2 separate regions of the Ovis aries genome follow, and region 1 is linked to region 2. A link is a contact called in public Hi-C data. All regions are on one chromosome and are shown on one strand. The core of a region is the stretch at or near the end of the contact, and the rest is flanking DNA. Distances in the headings are between cores, read along the strand shown.

Region 1 (3,501 bases), core at 983-3,482, 47 kb after region 2:
GATTCATAGATTACTGTCTTGGGTGGTATGTTTTCCTTACATAGTGGAAGAGACAAGAGTTCTCGGAATGTTTTTCATAAGGACACTAACCCCGCTCATGAGGGCCCCACCCTTACAATCTCTAGTCACCTCCTGAAGGCCCTGACTCCAGGTATCATCATGCTGGGTATTAAGTTTCAGTCCCTGAGTTTGAGAATGACACAAACATTCATTATGTAGTAGTGCCGTTTGTAACCATTCTTCTGGTTTTTCATCTTGAGGTCTCTCCACTTTTATTTCCTTCTTTTGCTTCCCTGCTACTGCTGCTAAGTCACTGCAGTCGTATCCGACTCTGTGTGACCCCATAGACGGCAGCCCACCAGGCTCCCCCGTCCCTGGGATTCTCCAGGCAAGAACACTGGAGTGGGTTGCCATTTCCTTCTCCAATGCATAAAAGTGAAAGTGAAGTCGCTCAGTCATGTCCGACTCTTTGTGACCCCATGGACTGCAGCCCACCAGGTTCCTCCGCCCATGGGATTTTCCAGGCAAGAGTACTGGAGTGGGGTGCCATTGCCTTCTCCGCTTGCTTCCCTGAACTCTTGTAAATCCTACTCTGTTTTTGTAGACAGAATCAGTTATTTCATTGTTTTGTTAATTTATGAAAATACATTTGGGTAAAATTTTCATCTGCTGCATGTAACATTGCTTTGGTGGGTGTTTTTCATCTGCCATTCATTTTCATATTTCTCTTCTTGTGGCATCTCTGTGAAGGTTTTTTTTTCTTGTGATTAGGTGAGTTCTTTATGAAGTAGCTATTTATAGGAACTTTACCTGGGCAGGAGACAGGGCCATATCCCATGCCAACGGGAATTCTTGTGACCTGAGTGTGTGTGTGTGTGTGATCCTTTCAACTCTTATTTTTCCTCATGATTGCAGAGACTGGTTGTGCTCCTAGTGGGATCTCTCTCTTTTTGCCTTGCCTTGGCAACAGACTGCTTCCTGCTAATATGTCTTACCTGTACAGCATCTCATTTAATTTGACCTTTCCTGCTTCTGGAAATCTCTCACCATGCCGTGCCCAGGAAAGCTTTTAGTGCTACCTGCACGTCTGTTGCCCTTTTCAGAAAGTTGCTGCTGGGTTTGTTGCTGGATATCCTCACTATTTGGGCAGCGTGGCTCTGCAGGCATGGACAGCCTCTCCAAGCGTCTTTCTTCTCCTCTGTCTGACCTTGCCTGCAGTTTGGCAACTCCACCTCCCATTGCGTGGTTCAAAGCTACAGATGTCTCCCAGTTTCCTCTGGGATGCAGTTTGCGTTTTCATGTTCCTTGTTGCTTTTGGGTGAATTCCAAGAGGAAGTCTTTACGCCAAGAGACTGTAACAAGACAATTCCAGTTTTTTATCTTTTCTTTGCCAGCTAAAATCTTCACTGCTTTCTTTGTTGTAGTTGTTATTGCCTTTAAAATAACTTTTCAAAAAGACCTAAAGAAGAAAGTCGTTTCACAGACAGCTCTGTACTTTTAGGTCTGGAATGATCGCGTTAGTAATAACTTGCCACAAGGAAAGAAATATTCATCTTTTTTACCTTGTCTATTTATCGTTAGGAATTCAGAAGTCGAAAGAAGTTAAGGTAAAGTCAGAATCAAGCATGGGTTCAGGCCTTTAGGCTTGTTAGATGTGTATGTAGAAGGCTGTTTTATTACCGGACTCACCAGTTTTGCTATCCTGCCTCAGTTATGGTTACCCATTCATGCCTTGCCAGCGTTCCTCAGATATTCCCTTGACATTCTTAGGCTGCTCAGCTCAAAACTCTTGGCTGGATTTATGTTTGAGTTAAACAGCACTTTCCATGTACAGCAACAATCTGCCTGCAAGTATCAAAACAAAAAGAAAGTGTGACAGGCTTTATTGAAACATTAATATCCAGAAGTAGAAATAATCCAGGCATGAGGTCATTTGAAGACTACAGATAAAGGAAGTTAAGGTACTGTCTATTAAGTCAGTAGTTCAATTTAATTTTTAAATGCCAAGCTGTTAAAAATTACAGTGTTTACCTGGGGATCTTGGGCCAGCGTGGAGAGAAAGGATCCCATTTAGAGGATGGGAGCCTTCCTTTCTGCTTAGGTCGCACACAGAGCAAATGTGTCTGGAACACCTTTGTGGTCAGGTGACATGAGAGGACAAACCCTTTCCTCCCTCTCTAGCTGCGCATTAGAGCCACACCAGACCTATCCTGCTCCGACTCAGCAATAGGAAGCCGTGTGCTCAGGCTCAGGGCCAGTGATTGAGGGCAGGGCCTGTCCACTCTGATGGAGTGCAGGGAGCAGAAGGTGAGGTTGGAGATGGGCAGCGGAGGATGCTTCCAGAGGCACAGAGGGATCAACACCAGAGTAGGCAAGAGTGCAAGAAGGAGGCTGGCAATGGAGAAGGCGAACTGGACTGATAGCAGTTTTTTTCGGCAGTTGTGTTTATTTTTAACCATGAGACACAATTTAGGAAACATGTAAGGGAGTAATTTTGCCTGCTTTGTGAAGATTATTTTAAACACAGTGATGTCATAATTAGATCTATGCCACCCACATGTGGTTCACTGAACCAAGGTAGGTGATCTGTTTCACTTCGGTGTAAAGTACATGAGCAAAGTCTAGCTGTCTTTCTTAAGACTAGGAGATGATTAAGCAAAGGATAACTAAAACAGTTTGGGATTATGTTCTTTAGAAAAAGCTTGGGACAGAAATTAGAAAGTGGCTTGTGTGGCAGACCTATGGAATCAGACCTGGCCTTTCGAAAACGAAGCAGGTCTCAAAAGGCTGGTCCTTAAAGAGTGTGGACTTGACATTGAAGTCCAACCTCAAAGGATCTAGAGGAATGAATAAAAAGGTCTAACAGGCTTTGGTGGAAAGTTGGTGGGGAAAGTGGGCATGGGACAAACATTCAGTTCAGCTCAGTCGTATCCGACTCTTTGTGACTCCATGAATCACAGCACGCCAGGCCTCCCTGTCCATCACCAACTCCCGGAGTTCACTCAAACTCACGTCCATCGAGTCGGTGATGCCATCCAGCCATCTCATCCTCTGTCGTCCCCTTCTCCTCCTGCCCCCAATTCCTCCCAGCATCAGAGTCTTTTCCAATGAGTCAACTCTTGGCATGAAGTGGCCAAAGTATTGGAGTTTCAGCGTCAGCATCAGTCCTTCCAATGAACACTCAGTACTGATCTACTTTAAGATGGATTGGTTGGATCTCCTTGCAGTCCAAAGGACTCTCAAGAGTCTTCTCTAACACCACAGTTCAAAAGCATCAATTCTTCGGTGGTCAGCTGTCTTCACAGTCCAACTTTCACACCCATACATGACCACTGGAAAAACCATAGCCTTGACTAGACACACTTTCGTTGGCAAAGTAATGTCTCTGCTTTTGAATATGCTATCTAGGTTGATCATAACTTTCCTTCCAAAGAATAAGTGTCTTTTCATTTCATGGCTGCAATCACCATCTGCAGGGAGTAAGCGTCTTTTAATTTCATG
Region 2 (3,138 bases), core at 195-2,694:
GAATGCCAGGACTAAAAGAGCCTGCATGCTGCAAGGAAGACCTGGCATAGCCAAATAAATAAATATTAAAAGAGAGAGAGAGAAAAGTCCATCACCAGAGTGATGGTAGGGAAAACTCAATAGCCCAGCAAAACCTATCCCCAGAAAATTGCTTGAAAGTCTCCTGCATGGGCTAGAAGTCTTCCTAGGAATCATATTCGGCTGCTTCTTGGAATCAGGATTTGGGCTGCCAGTTTTAAAGCAGTGTGTGCTTGCACGTTTAGTTGTTTTTTTCTCAATGAGGAAGATGTTGTCCCCATTTTACAGAAGAGGAAGCTGAGTCTTAGATTTCTGGTTAACATGCTCACAGTCATACACAGTTTATCAGTGAAATCAGGTTTTCCTTAAGTCCATGCTCTTTGTGACTCAGTTAGGGACCTTCTCCTAGTACAGCTGTAGGCAAGCACACCAGACCAGGGCGACCTGAGATAGATCTGCAAGTTCAGGATCAGACTCTGTCTTTTGTTTTGTTCTTGTTCTGTCAGCCAATCTTGTCTAACTCTTGGCAACCCCATGGACTGCAACATGCCAGGCTTCCCTGTCCTTCACCATCTCCTGGAGTTTGGTCAGACTCATGTCCATTGAGTCCATGATGTCATCCAACCATCTCATGCTCTGTTGCCCCCTTCTCCTCCTGTCCTCAATTTTTCCCACCATCCAGGTCTTTTCCGGTGAGTCGTCTCCTCGCATCAGGTGTTCAAAGTATTAGAGCTTCAGCATCAGTCCTTCCAGTAAATATTCAGGGTTGGTTTCCATTAGGATTGATTTGATCTCTTTGCAGTCCAAGAGACTCTCAAGAGTCTTCTCCAGCAGCACAGTTCAAGCCTTTGCTGGTGGCTCAGATGGTAAAGAATCTGTTTAACAGTGTGTTATTTTGTTCATTGTGAATTAAAAAAATTTTTTTTCTGATTTTTAAAAAATTAATTAAATGAAAGATGATCTTAGTTGTTGTGAGTTTTGGCATCCCCTTAAATTTCACATCCAGGGCCATGCCTCACTTGCCTCACCTTGACCCCACGCAGCCAGTGGCTCTGGAGTCAGAATGAGGAAGGTCTGATCAGCTCACGGGAGTTCAGTATCCTTTTCAGCATTGTGATACTATTTTATTTTCCCCTTTGAGACATTTTGGGGGACGAGTCACCAGTCTTAGAGGACACGTCTTGGCCCTTTGCCGTCGCTGCTCTGTCCCAGCTTGACACAGTGGTTGGTTCCAAGGTTACTTACAGAATTTCAGCTCTGAGACCCTGACGCCCAGGTCTGATGAAGGCCTGTTAGTTTCGGAGAGTGGTGTTTTGTCACTCGGCGTGGATGTTTGGGAGCTGCAACAGGAAGGAGATCTGTTTTCAGCTTAATAGCCACATGACAAAGGACCTGTGCCATGAGGCTTTCCCGGGCGCCGATGCCAGCCTGGCACTGAGTACTGTCGCTCTGCTGGCAGAGCTCGTGTGGTTCAGGGATCTGGCTGCACTAGCCTGGTGCAGGGGGATGGCTGCCCGCTTCTCCCCTGCGTTGCTTACAGAGTGGCTTGGGTAACCCGAACAGATCAGAAACCTGGCCTGATGTATTTCACATGGGCATTAGCTGTGCTTCCTTGAATCCTTTTTTTTAAATAAAGCTTTTTAAAATCACCTTGTTTGTTTTGCATAGTCTCTTTTTTAATTGTAAAAATAATAGGATCGTTGTAGAAACTTTGAAAAGTGAAGAAGAGTGGTTTGGCAAATACACATACTCACACATGGATTGTTCTCCTCTTCATATTTGCTTTACATAGCTTTCTTTGCTTAGCTTAATTTAAAAAAAAGGGTTATTTTAAGAGCAGTTTTAGGTCCACAGCAAATGGAGTAGAAAGCAGAGTATATACCCCTTCCTCACCTACTACCTCTCCCATTACCAACATCCAACATTTTCCTTAAATTAAAATTTTTTTTTACTGTTTAATTTTTTTCAACTTTATAATATACATTTGTTTTGTGAATTTCTCCCCCCTTAACCTTGCTTCAGTAGTCCTTAAATTAATGTGGTTAAGTTCAAAGGTCTCATGAGGTCACTTCCTGTTGACCTTTCTTCAGAGGAATGCAGTTGGGCTCACAGTGGGGAGGCGGGGGGGGGGGTGGTCCCTGGATGACCTGCCCTTTGAATATTTATCATGTGGAGATTGCGAAGAATGTCCTTATAAGGATGTAGGGGCCTGATGAAGACTCACTGCTTCTGCCTGTCTTATCTCTAGATTCTTTTTTCCTCATGGCATTTGCGGGCAGGGGGCTTGGGATCTACTTTTTATTAGAAGTGTGTAGCCTTCCTCACGGGTTAGAAAATAGAACTGTAGCAGGAGTGTTTCCAGAAACACCTAACTCTGACTGATGCTTCTGGAAGTGAATACCGCTCCGGGGCTTGCCTGCTTGCCAGGTTAGGGGGTTGAAAGTGGTGCAGGATTTCCAAAAGAAGGGGTGGGTGAGATCCGGGAACACAGACTGCCTTCTCAGTGGTGTGTGCTGGGAAGAAACACCTTTCACTGGTGTACCTGTAGACACTGGTTTAGTTTGCTCATTTCTGTGGGACTGCTGCCTGGCACAGGCTGTGGCCATCGTCAGTAGCCTTTAAATCTTTGTTCAATAAAGAGAACTGAGACTCTCTTTGGGGCCTTGTTGCTAAAATGACCTTGAACCTCTTAAACCTGAGCCGACCTTCTCACCAGCTGTTGGGCTCCCATGGTCTGTAAAAGCCTTGAATTTATAGTCGCATGTTGATGGCAGGTCCAAATTTACTCCTCACCCTGCCCTCTAGACAGCATGTTAAAAAGCAGAGACTTTGCTGTGCCAGCAAAGGTCTGTCTAGTCAAGGCTATGGTTTTTCCAGTGGTCATGTATGGATGTGAGAGTTGGACCATAAAGAAGGCTGAGCACCGAAGAATTGATGCTTTTGAACTGTGGTGTTGGAGAAGACTCTTCAGAGTTCCTTGGACAGCAAGGAGATCAAATCAGTCAGTCCTGAAGGAAGCCATCCCTGAATATTCACTGGAAGAACTGATGCTGAAGCTGAAGCTCCAATACTTTAGCCACCTGATGTGAAGAGCTGACTGATTTGAAAAGACCCTGATGC

Evidence for each region. A called contact is a pair of places that touch in the nucleus more often than the background predicts.
Region 1: a Hi-C map of liver shows a contact between it and region 2, with 1.7 times the contacts expected there. The contact joins two enhancer-like sites. A contact is called at or near these places in 3 of 16 Hi-C or Micro-C datasets (liver, skin fibroblasts and tail adipose tissue).

The regions. Positions count from the first base shown.
Region 1 is chr10:74,551,474-74,554,974 of ARS-UI_Ramb_v3.0, forward strand. All of the region lies in intron 1 of FARP1 (FERM, ARH/RhoGEF and pleckstrin domain protein 1), which reads left to right. Among named protein-coding and RNA genes, the nearest start is that of FARP1, 65 kb to the left of the region's middle. Within about 2 kb of position 2,233, at least 10 of the 54 cell types and tissues checked have an H3K27ac peak or open chromatin away from gene starts, as enhancers often do. A contact at or near this core is called in liver, where this site is marked.
Region 2 is chr10:74,505,622-74,508,759 of ARS-UI_Ramb_v3.0, forward strand. The region is part of intron 1 of FARP1 (FERM, ARH/RhoGEF and pleckstrin domain protein 1); the gene reads left to right. Among named protein-coding and RNA genes, the nearest start is that of FARP1, 19 kb to the left of the region's middle. Within about 2 kb of position 1,445, at least 15 of the 54 cell types and tissues checked have an H3K27ac peak or open chromatin away from gene starts, as enhancers often do. A contact at or near this core is called in liver, where this site is marked.